Linked DNA regions of Zea mays: region 1 is linked to region 2. A link is a contact called in public Hi-C data. All regions are on one chromosome and are shown on one strand. Each heading gives the region's core, a stretch centred on a gene start, on an enhancer-like site or on the middle of the called end of the contact. The rest is flanking DNA. Distances are from core to core; before and after follow the strand shown. Region 1 holds the start of LOC100276377. Region 2 holds the start of LOC103642560 (aquaporin NIP3-2).

Evidence for each region. A called contact is a pair of places that touch in the nucleus more often than the background predicts.
Region 1: a contact with region 2 is called in a Hi-C map of ear, with 3 times the contacts expected there. The contact joins the promoter of LOC100276377 here to the promoter of LOC103642560 in region 2. A contact is called at or near these places in 5 of 25 Hi-C or Micro-C datasets (ear, endosperm, leaf and 2 more).

What each region holds. Positions count from the first base shown.
Region 1 is chr10:83,378,380-83,384,363 of Zm-B73-REFERENCE-NAM-5.0, forward strand. LOC100276377 reads left to right here and starts at 1,677. Exons shown (of 7, transcript NM_001279445.1): 1 at 1,677-1,904; 2 at 2,733-2,893; 3 at 3,354-3,518; 4 at 3,588-3,752; 5 at 4,063-4,197. The coding sequence starts at 2,792. It also overlaps the pseudogene LOC111590323.
Region 2 is chr10:83,206,754-83,212,498 of Zm-B73-REFERENCE-NAM-5.0, forward strand. It overlaps LOC103642560 (aquaporin NIP3-2), which reads left to right and starts at 1,857. Exons shown (of 3, transcript XM_008665813.2): 1 at 1,857-2,665; 2 at 2,765-2,826; 3 at 2,928-3,187. The coding sequence starts at 2,051. The coding sequence ends at 3,075. It overlaps LOC100272772, which reads left to right. Exons shown (of 17, transcript NM_001147225.1): 13 at 57-151; 14 at 228-316; 15 at 422-484; 16 at 569-612; 17 at 773-1,123. The coding sequence ends at 904. LOC103641303 (chaperone protein dnaJ A7A, chloroplastic) reads right to left here. Exons shown (of 8, transcript XM_008664659.4): 6 at 5,677-5,725; 7 at 5,497-5,577; 8 at 4,125-5,408. The coding sequence ends at 4,560.

The DNA of each region.
Region 1 (5,984 bases), core at 427-2,926, 170 kb after region 2:
TTTGATACCATAAGGCGGTCGACCACCTCCTCAACTACCACCACAACCTTCTGCCCTTAACCATGGCTTTTAATTTAGATTAAATGGTAAGTGATCCTACGCTTAGAAAACAAATTCATAAGTTTTCTCCTTAGATTTGATATCTAGTTAGAATGGTTTACATTCAAAAAGGACAATCTCAATGTATTATGATCTTTCCTTCGAGACAATCTAAAAATAACATAAAGAAAAGAGCATTTTTTAAATCTTGGTATAAAAGATATGATTGGCTAGCATATAACGACTTCAAAGATATATCGTTTTGCTTATATTGTTTTCTCTTTAAGAGCCAAGGATGACATAAATATTTGGATATGGTAGATTCAACAAAACATAATTTAATGATTAGAAGCATGCATATAAAGCATTAATTGAGCATGTTGGTGGAGTGAGCAATGCTCATAATAAGTGTGTTAAGTATTTTGTCGATTTCCAAAATCAAAGACAAAGTATCCCAAGTAAGCTTAGTCATGCAGCTGAAGAAGTAGAGGTCAATACAGATCGATCGGTACCGACATGTTTGACTCTAACGCGGTCGATCAAACGAGTGGATGAATTGACTTGCAATGAAACCAGTCTGATCGATATCATCGGCTCGACTCAAATTAGTAGCACCCATGTTGGACCTGATCTAAGGTTGTACTCAGCAGAACATGCATATGGTTGTGCAAAACACTCTTTTGCATTGTAGATTATACTGTTTATAGAATGAAGTTTGAAATATGAAGTATAATAGGGGTGAGATAGACTGAGAGACATTTCTTTACTTTTTAAAGAACCAATTTCGTACGTCATGCGTCACATGAAAACACACGTAGGTGTGTTCTTTCCCCCCACTTTTCCATAAGCACAATGAGCCCAATAGGCTGTTACACCACATATGAGACATGAGAAACACTTAAGCCTAACACGATAAGAAACTGTACGCAACACAACGCTCTCACATGGTACCACCTCGCTAGTTGTAAGAGGACGAACAACCGAGCGAGCTATAAAAGGCTAGACTTGTTTTCAATTCATAGCTTTATCGACCTTTTGACTAAGATAAAGTGTAATATTTATTTTTATCAGTTTAATATTAGATATGTGAACTATATGTTCACTTTGATATTAAATTTATTTTTTATGGGTATCAAATATGATTGTGTCGTTGCAGCGCACGACATTGTATTATTTGCGTTTGCATGGCGTTTTAAGGGACAGAAGCAGTGTTTGGTTTCTCGAGCTAAAATTTACTCTCTGGTATAGTGGATATTTCAAATTTGGATGATAGTTAAAAGTATTAAATACATTTTAATTACAAAATTAATTATACAGACGAGAACTAAACGATGAGACAAACTTATTAAATCTAATTAGTTCATGACTATCCCATATGATTCTACCATAAACATTTGCTAACTGTATATTAATTAGACTTAATAAATTTATCTCCTCGTTTGGTCTTTAATTGTGTAATTAATTTTATAACTAGATTATATTCAATACTCATGATAAATATCTAAATATTTGATATGATATCAACTAACCAAACATAGTAGCTATTTTTTTTATCCATTAAATAGAAAGCGAGCTTCATTCGTTTTTGATTGGCGTCGCAGCAACCACCTGTCAAGTGTCAACACTCCAGTCCACTACAATCATCGCTGTAGGAGATGGAGGCGGCGGCGGCGGCGGTGAGGTATGGGATAGTCGGGGTGGGGATGATGGGCCGGGAGCACCTCCACAACCTCGCCCACCTCGCCACAGAGGTCGAGCGGGAGCAGTCCGTCCGGGTGCGGGTCACCGGCCTCGCCGACCCCCACCAGGAGTCACTCCGCCTTGGCCTCCAGCTCGCCGCTGAGCTCGGCCTCCCGCCTCCCCAGGTATATCCCCGCTCCACCCTCCTGATTATCCGCGAGATTCTGAGTTCGGAAGCTTCTCATGGCCGCTCGCCAAAATAGCCCGATATTGGTTGCGCTCGCCTAATTGCTCACCTTAAGGCCCCGTTTGGATCCTAGCTAATTGTTTGTCAGTTGCTAACAGTTAGCCGACAAATAATTAGCTGTCAAACAATTAACCATGATATGTTTGATGTCTAAAACATAGTAAATAATCAATCAGAAACTATTAGCAAGTCAAATGGCTAATGAACAAACAATTTGCTGGCTAACAATTAGCTAATTTATTAGTTAGCCCGTTTAGAGCCTAAGGTGCTAAAATTAGCCAGCAAATTATTTGACAGATGGATCTAAACATGTCCTCAGTCACACCCCTCCTACATAAAATACCTCACCACGACTAATTACATGTTTTAGATTATTTTTTGTGGGCAACAAAAAATAGAATCGGCACTTCGCGGTTATGCCCCTCAACTGTTTCCTTCACGGACTCCCTGATCCTCGTCGGCAGCAGCGAGTTCTGCTTGCTCAGCGTCGACTTGGTCCGGAACATGCTGCTAAAGTCACCACCCCTGCGCGCGGCGCCATCGCCGGCGGCCTGGACCAAGCCGCCGTTGTGGTTGAGCACCCTGAGGCTCCTACCACTCCTTGTAAAATATTACGTACATAAAAAACAGATTTTGATAGAATATGAATCAGTTATGGTTAGACAGTGGCACTATACAAAGCACAACCATGTGAGTTCTTAGTCTGGTACTAATTACTGATTCGGTAAATCTTAGTGACATCCAAAAGGTTTCAAGATCTTTCCAGGTCACCGCGAGCTGCTGGACAGCGGGCTCTGTGACGCCATCATCGTATCGTCCCCAAACATGACCCACTACGAGATACTCATGGACATCATCCGCCATCGTGAACCGCAGCACATCCTTGTCGAGAAGCCCCTGTGCACCACTGTGCAGGACTGCAAGAAGGTCAGTTAGTACGGTACTTTGACCTATTGGTAATGTGATATTTGGTCATGAGCTGCTAGCTAGCGCATCTACTCTGTTTATTTTCTTGATATCACCTCACTGTTGTCTACCTGTTCCATAGTTTTGACATTTCATTCTTCTTGAGAGACCACCAAACTATTACACTGTAATAGCGGAGTTTGATTCTACTTCTACCCCACCAAGAAAGGAAATCCATATCATTGTTCTAATCTGAGAACCTGGGATTCATGTTTTCGAACAAAAACTGTTTTCATGAGTTTTAGCTTCACTCGACATGCCACAGTCATTCAGTTTTTTGTGTATTACTGTATTAGTATCTATAAATGTTGCAAAGTACCATGTAACCATGTTGCCAACTTTAGATAATGTGACCAGCACTCAGTTTCATTTTGACATTCACATTCTTTGAATATCTGTTGGCTTCTATGTTTCCGCACAGGTCATTGAAGCTGCTAAACAGAGACCAGAGATAGTTGTGCAAGTTGGATTAGAATACAGGTATATGCCACCCGTTGCTAAGCTGATAGACATCGTTAAGAGCGGTACACTAGGACAAGTCAGAATGGTGGCAATACGCGAACACCGTTTTCCTTTCCTTGTTAAGGTACTACTAGCTGTGTTTTTACCTGCAATACATACAAGTCCACTTATTGTTTTTAGGTACAACTTGCAGGTAAACAACTGGAATAGATTCAATTGTAACAGTGGGGGAACTCTAGTAGAGAAGTGCTGCCACTTCTTTGATCTGATGATATTGTTTGCGGCTGCAAATCCAGTTCGTGTGATGGCTTCAGGAGCCATTGATGTTAACCATAAGAATGAAGTGTATGATGGACAGGTCTGGTTGTCTCACTGCTTGATTAAAACATTTCATTGGATGCATATTCTGCGCATGCATAGCTCTGTGCTCATGCTCATGCAGCATGCTATTTTCAATAAAGATGTTCTGTTTCGTCTCTCTTTCTACTGAAAGACTTGCGATCGTTGTAACAGTGAAAGCCTGAGTGCTTATATTTAGACTCACTGCTCTAGCATTTGTATAATGTTGCAGTTGGAAATCCTAATCAATAACAGTAAATAAACCACAAGCTGAAGGCAGCCTTTAAACATTCCTGTAGTGGCTAAAAGTTGATTATCTCCTAATGCAGGTACCAGATATTATTGATAATGCATATGTGATAGTAGAATTTGATAATGGCTCCCGTGGCATGCTTGATCTCTGCATGTTTGCTGAAGGAAGTAGAAACGAGCAAGAAATTTGTGTGGTTGGTGACATTGGGAAGGTACAAATACAGCTATATATTTTTCTTGCACCTTTTATTTTCCAAGTGGTGACATATTAATCTGTAACCTCTTGCAGATGTGATTCTAGGTAACTTAGTTATACTGCTGTGTAGTTACAGCGTACAAGTATGTTATCCTTACAAGAAAGGCCTGAAACTTGAGGGAAAAAATGTCACCAATTGTAGAAGTACATGTTCCCTTCAATGAAATGTTTCTTTCTGTGAAAGTAGTGTTAATTAATTAATATATTTGTTATACTGTTATAGACTCTTTTGTGGGCCGGCAATATGCCAGGCGCCAGAATAATTAGGCCCAGCCATTTGTTAGATGGCGGCTGGGTGTTAGAGAAGTTTTAGGAGGCTTATCCTCCCTGGAGCTTATCTCCTTAATAATCTCCTAAGTTGTTCCCTGGAGCTTATCTCCTTAATAATCTCCTAAGTTGTTAGGCCCCGGAGCTATAAGGGTGTCTCAGATTGTAATAGGGTTTTTTTATCAAAAGAAGTCGCACCTGCGTGGGCGGCTGCTTGATCACAGTGGCGACCCCCACGCGCCCTGGTGATCGTGTTCCTCAGCCGCCACGCTGCGTGCCCTATTCCCTGCGCTCCTCCACTCAATCCACCCTACTAACTCACCCTTCGTGGTGTACGCCTCCCCGTCCTGCGCATCGCAGCAGGATTCGTAACAATTTGGTATCAGATTCAGCCGCTGCATCGACATCAATGTCCGGCGGCGACGACGAGACTGGGAAGATGACGAACTCCGAGAAGCTTGATCGCATTCTGGGGCAACTCGCCACCATGAATCACCGGCTGGACACTCATGCGCAGCGTATCACTCTCCTGGAGCAGGAACCCCCCACCCAGACGGGCTCGCCGCGGGGACAGCCTCTGCCCTCGATGACCCTGCCTACAGGTCCTGCACTCGAGAGCCATGTTGGTGCAGGGCAAACTGCATCTGGGGGCAGCGACGATGGATATGGAAGTGGTCGCCGGGGCATTCTTGGTGGACACCGTGATCGCCACGACGAAGGAGGACCACGCAGGCCCAATTTTTCTTTTCCCCATTATGATGGTGATTCTGATCCCTTGCCATGGCTGAACAAATGTGATACATATTTTCGCGGCATGGGAGTTCATCAAGACGAGAGGGTCTGGCAAGCATCGCTTCACTTGGAAGGTGTGGCTGCGGAATGGTTCTATGCCTTAGAGCGCGATCTAGGCGGCGTGCTGACTTGGACACGCTTCATTGAGTTCATCCAGATGCGCTTCGGGCCACCACTCAGGTTCAATGGCATGGCTGATTTAAAAGAACTGAAGCGCACAGGCCCGTGGAAGAGTATTCGCGCCAATTCTTAACCCTGTTGTGCCGTTGTGACGACATGTCTCATCGGCAACAGTCTAACATGTACACAGCAGGCTTAGGCGAACCTCTCCGAACTGATGTGGAATTACAAACTCCAGAGACGCTGCAGCGTGCTATGCATCTGGCCAGGGTGTATGAACGACGTTTGATGCACACGGGCAGCTCCACTGGACAGTCCACAGCAGCTCTGGAAGTACCCTCCAAACCTGCAACACCAACAATGGCACGACCTGCAGCAACTACGGCGAACCGACCACGTTTTAGGCGCCTATCTCCAGACGAGTTAGCCGCCAAACGCGCCAGTGGAGAATGCTACCACTGTAAGGAAAAATATTCACCAGAACACAAGTGTTCAGGCCGTGGTATATTCTTGCTTGAATTGGAAGAAGAGGATACAACCACAGAACCTCCATTACCAGTCGAC
Region 2 (5,745 bases), core at 607-3,106:
CTTCTGAGGCAAAGTTGGATCCCAGAATATGTTATTTTTTCCCAAACCCATTGCAGATGTACAATAGAATTGCTCGAGTGGAACATGTGGATCATGCTCGGAAGTCTGCGCACCACTGTGTAGAGACGCTCCTAACATCCCAGACAAAAGCGTGAGTTTATGGCAATCAAGTGTGCTTTGTCAGTTTAGCCCCCAATGCTTGTTCTGATCCACCGTTTTGGATGCAGGTATGACTACCTTCCATACTTCTACTCGAGGGTTTTTGAGTACGAGGGAAGTTCGAGGAAAGTCTGGTGGCAGTTTTATGGCGACAATGGTGAGTACCATGACATCCATTTTATACATCACAAGTTGATCCTTGTGATTAAGCTTAAGCATGCATATTCATGAGACTAATGCCCTTGGTTTGTGCTCTGAGCAGTCGGCGAAGCAGTCGAAGTAGGGAACTTTGATCCAAAGGTTGCGACTTTCTGGATCGACTCTGGTAATCAGTAGTTTGGAGTACATTTCGATTCCTCTCAGTTATGCTTAACCATAGCATGACGATTCCGCCTTGTCGTAATTGTAGATAGCCGGCTGAAGGGTGTTTTCCTCGAGAGTGGAACCTCAGAGGTAATTGCACTTTGCATCGCTTTTGTCTCGAATAAGATCTTGCTAATCTAGGATGGTTTCTTGTTTCTGCTGAACTTACTACCAAGTTATACGCCACATCAAGCACGAGAGATCGTGTGATACTGGACATGTCCATGACGAACTTTCTGCAACATTTCAGGAATTCTCGCTTCTTCCGCAGCTCGCCAAATCTCAGCCTGTTGTTGACAAGTCAAAGCTCCAGGCCGCGACTTCTGTTGAAGATGCATTAGAGATTGCAAGAAGCTCACTCCGGTCCAGTGCCATGGTTTAGCTCTCAGAATCTAGTACTTTCTTGAACCCGAGGCTGTGCGCTGCTCGAGCGGTTCATAGCGTCGAGACCACGTCAGCAATAACGCACAATTACATAGAATCTATTCCCACTGGGGTTGTAACATTCTTCAGTGCACCTGCGTCGGCTATTTCCAGCTTGAAATAAACCTGGTTGCCCTTTGAGGGGTTGATGAGGATGATAGATTGAAGCCTTTATGCTACTTTTTTCTTGATGGTCTTCTGATCACTCATGCATTCATGTTTACTGCTCGACATATAGTTCGTTTAACAGTCCCTCTTTTCCGAAGTTACTGTAAGACGTGTTTTCCCCTATATTCATTATTTTTGCTGTGTATCTAGACATAGGGCTAGTTTGTAAACTCAAATTTCCTTCGGATTAGAGAGGATTGAAGAAGAAATTAGTTTTGAAGGGAATTTGAGTTTTCAAACTAGTTCATAGTATATATGTGAGCGTATGCTAAGTGAAAATTTGTATTTATTAAAAAAGTTAAAACATCGTATACTTTGAAAAGAACATAAATTTGGAATGGAGGGTTTACATAGTAAACTGAGAACGAGGCCAGTAGCTCATCTTATCTACAGACCTTTAGAAGTGTACGCCTCTTGTGCCCACGGAGCATAGGCGACGTTCTTGTCGTCTTGGTATTTGAGCATTTGTCTTGTCGAAACTTGCTGGGAATATGCATGAGAATGCTCTTGCCATCGTCACACCTGACGGAGGACTCTGTTGCCCGACAAGGGCCAAATGACAAACAGAGTAGTCAGTGACTCATCTGAGGTTTCTTGCTGATTGGCTCCTGAGTGCTGACACAAACATTTTGCTCCAGCTCGCATCACATATTCCTCGTCATATTCTCCTAAGGGCACAATTCTCCAATGCGTTCAAATTAACAAATATTCTCCAAATTTGACTCGACATGCTGCGCGCGCACTTATATAGGACTAGGAGTAGCTGAATAACTCTGCAAGATCACCTCGAACACGTGTGCATAGATCATATGAAACTTTGCTTGGAAATTGTGCTCAGCTAGGCAATTAGGAGAAACTATATGCATATATAGGTAGATTGGTGTGGTCAAAGAAGACGAGTTAGAGATGTGTATTTGGAGCTGAGTTGAACCGAGAAATGGCCGAGCACGCCACAACGGGCGTCGAAGAGCAGAGGCAGGTGGCCATCAGCATGTGCTCGGCGCCAACACCCAGCAAGCTGGTGGCGGTGGAGTCGTCGTCCCTGCAGAAACTGATGCTCAAGTCGCCGCCGCAGGCTGACGCGCACGGCGACGAGCAGCAAGGGCGCGAGGTGCCGCTGGCCAAGAAGGTGGCGGCGGAGTTCGTGGGCACGTTCATCCTCATGTTTGCGGTGGTGTCGACCGTCGTGGCGGACGCGCAGCACGGCGGCGCGGAGGGCCTGGTGGGGGTGGCGGCCGCGGCGGGGCTGGCCGTGGTGGCCGTGGTGCTCGCCGTGGTGAGCGTCTCCGGCTCGCACCTGAACCCGGCCGTCAGCCTGGCCATGGGCGTGTTCGGCTACCTCCCGCGCGCCCACGTGCTCCCCTACGCCGCCGCGCAGACGGCGGGGTCCGCTGCCGCCGCGTTCCTCGCCAAGGCCATGTACCGCCCCGCCGACCCGGCCGTCATGGCCACCGTGCCCCGCGTCGGCGCCGCCCAGGCGTTCTTCCTCGAGCTCGTGCTCACGTTCGTGCTCATGTTCGTCATCGCCGCCGTCGCCACCGACCCGACCTCGGCAAGTGCGCCGTAAATTTGACGATGGTATCTATGCCTGCAGTTCTTCAGCCTTGGAAAACGTAAATCTGACGAATGTTTTGTTGATCTTTCAATCCAGAGCAAAGAGCTGGTGGCCATCGCGATCGCGGCGGCGATAATGATGAACGCTCTCATCGGAGGGTAAGTACTGACTAGTGCTGCTAGCTGCTACTACAGAAATCGATACGCATGAACTGGGGCTCCGATCCGACAGATGAACGCTGCGTGTGCATGAGATGCAGGCCGTCGACTGGGCCGTCCATGAACCCGGCGCGGACGATCGGGGCGGCGCTGGCGACGGGGAAGTACAAGGACATCTGGGTCTACCTGCTGGCGCCGCCTCTGGGGGCTATCGCAGGGGCTGCCACCTACACGCTCATCAAGCCCTGATCCGGCCGGCCATCTCGATCACCCGCGCGCGTCCGCAAATATATAGCAGGACCCCTTGTGAAACTGATAGAGGGGTATAAATAGCCTCAAAGGTCCAAACCATAGATGTCCAATAAGCACGAAGCCCGCGAGCCCGGCACGAAGCCCGTTTTTTGGGCCCGGTCCGAGCCCGGCACGGCCCGGTTATATGCGGGCCCGGGCCGGCCCGGCACGAATAAGCGGGCCGGGCTCGGACAGGAAATTAGGCACGGTGGGCTAGCCCGGCACGGCCCGTTTAGCTCTAAGCCCGTTAAGCCCGCTTTTTTACACTAAAACGTGTTTTTCGGCCCGCATAGCCCGCTTTTCGGCCCGCTTTTTTCGTGCTAAACGGGCCGGCCCGGCCCGTTTAGGCCCGTTGCGGGCCGGGCTCGAACAAGGAATTGAGCCCGCGTGCTTAGCCGGCCCGGTTTTTTAATCGTGCCTAGCGGGCCGGGTCCAAAACGGGTCGGGCTTCACCGGGCCCGGGCCGGACCGGGCCGGGCGGCCCGTTTGGACATCTATAGTCCAAACTAGCCTTTAGAACCTCAACTGAAATTTTCATGTAGCTTTTCCACTGCACTGAACAGGTAATGACAAGGTCCAAACTAGCGCCAGTGTCGCATCGGATACGTCCGAGTTATTATTATACTACGAATTTGAATATAGTAAACATACTTAGGGGGTGTTTGGTTTTAGAGACTAATTTTTAGTCCCTCCAATTTATTCTACTTTAGTCACTAAATTGTCAAATATGGAAACTAAAATAGAGTTATAGTTTCCATATTTTGCAATTTATAAACTTAAGTAGAATAAAATGGAGGGACTAAAAATTAGTCCATAGTAACCAAACACTACCTTATCCTATCCAATGTCATGTCCGATGTCATGTCCGGTGGACAAACAGCTTCATATCAACAGCAGCCTGCCCTAGAGCAAAACGCACCTGCTCTACGAGAGGCAGCTTCAAATCAACAGCTGCCGAAGGGGAAAAAAACGTAATGTCTGCATAACGTATTTGAAGAGCAAACCAATAAACCCCCAATGCATCACAAACCATAAAACTACAGTTAACATTTCCATGGTACAGCTTACAGATTCCATGAATGCATGGTGCAGCATTTGTGCAAGAAATGTCAAGTCTAAACCTGATTCCACCATCAGATATCTTGCCTAAGGCTTCCAAGAATACAAAAGCCGTATAACAACAAAAAAAAATGGCTAATAAAGTCGCCTAGTGCATATGCTAAGCTATTGCAAAAACGTCCAGTTCACTGACTCAACTTTCAATAGCTTAAAAACGAGGTTACAGATGTGGAACGGCACATTTTTTTGCTCCAGACCCCTTGCTGTATGTAGTTCGTAGAAGAGTTTATCACTACCAACTCTTTTCATCCAATCATCACTGCAGTTTGCATCAAAATTGCCTATCACACAAGCACGCTGTCCTACGAAGCCATGTGCGATAATCATCTCCTGCTATTGGCTGTTTGAGCCTTGTTCAGGTTTGCAAGCTCCTCAATTAGCTTCTTCTCGTCGCTGCTCAGACGCTTCGGAATCTCAACCTGGACACGCACCAGCTGGTCTCCACGGGCATTTGACTTCCCGAGAAGCGGGACACCTTTCTTGGACATCACCAGAGTTGTGCCTGGCTGAGTCCCTGAGGGTATCTTAAGGTCAACCGTTCCGTCAACAGTGGGGACTTTGACGGTTGTCCCAAGGATTGCATCAATGTAAGAAACCTTGCATGTGTAGAGAATGTTTGTCCCATCTCGCTTAAGAACAGGATCAGAGAGAACATCAATGAAGACATAAAGGTCCCCAGGAGGGCCTCCTCGCCGCCCAGCATTACCCTCAGACCGGACCCTCAGCCTGCTTCCAGAATCCACTCCAGCAGGAACCTTTAGGCTGATCCTCTTTGTCCTTCGCACCCGGCCATCACCCCCACAGGTGTTGCAAGGAGTGGAGAATTCACCGGTGCCACCACAAGTATTGCAGGTGGAGACTTGCTGGAATATTCCAAGCGGTGTTCTTGTGGAGGAGACTACCTGGCCCTGACCTCCACAAGTTTTACATGTGGTTGCCTTTGTACCTGGCTTGGCACCACTTCCGTCGCAGGTGTTACAGCCTTCCAATCTGGTTATCTCAATCTCCTTCTCCACACCAAACACAGCTTCCTTGAAATTGAGTACCAGATTGTAGCTCTCATCATCACCTTGCATTGGTCTGTTCCGAGCAGCACGGCCACCCCCCATTCCACCCATTCCACCAAACCCTTCAAACAGGGACTCAAAGAGATCAAACGGGTTTGAGTAATCCTGTAGGAAACAAAATTGATATGATTAGAACAATTCAATGATCCTGCTGACCAAACTTCTGATATAGAAAACATATAGGAACACTTACTCCTGTGCCCATGCCAGCACCCTTCAGACCTGCTTCTCCATATTTATCATAGATCGATCGCTTCTCATCATCAGACAGAACCTACAGACATCCTTTCTACGTAAGCATAAATAAATGTGTAATCCTACTACCGAAAATGGAATTTGGATTTTGGAGTTGAGTATGAACAGTGGGCCCAACCTCATAAGCATTACTGATATCCTTGAACTTTTGTTCAGCACCAGGATCTCTAAAATAGATCATAAATAG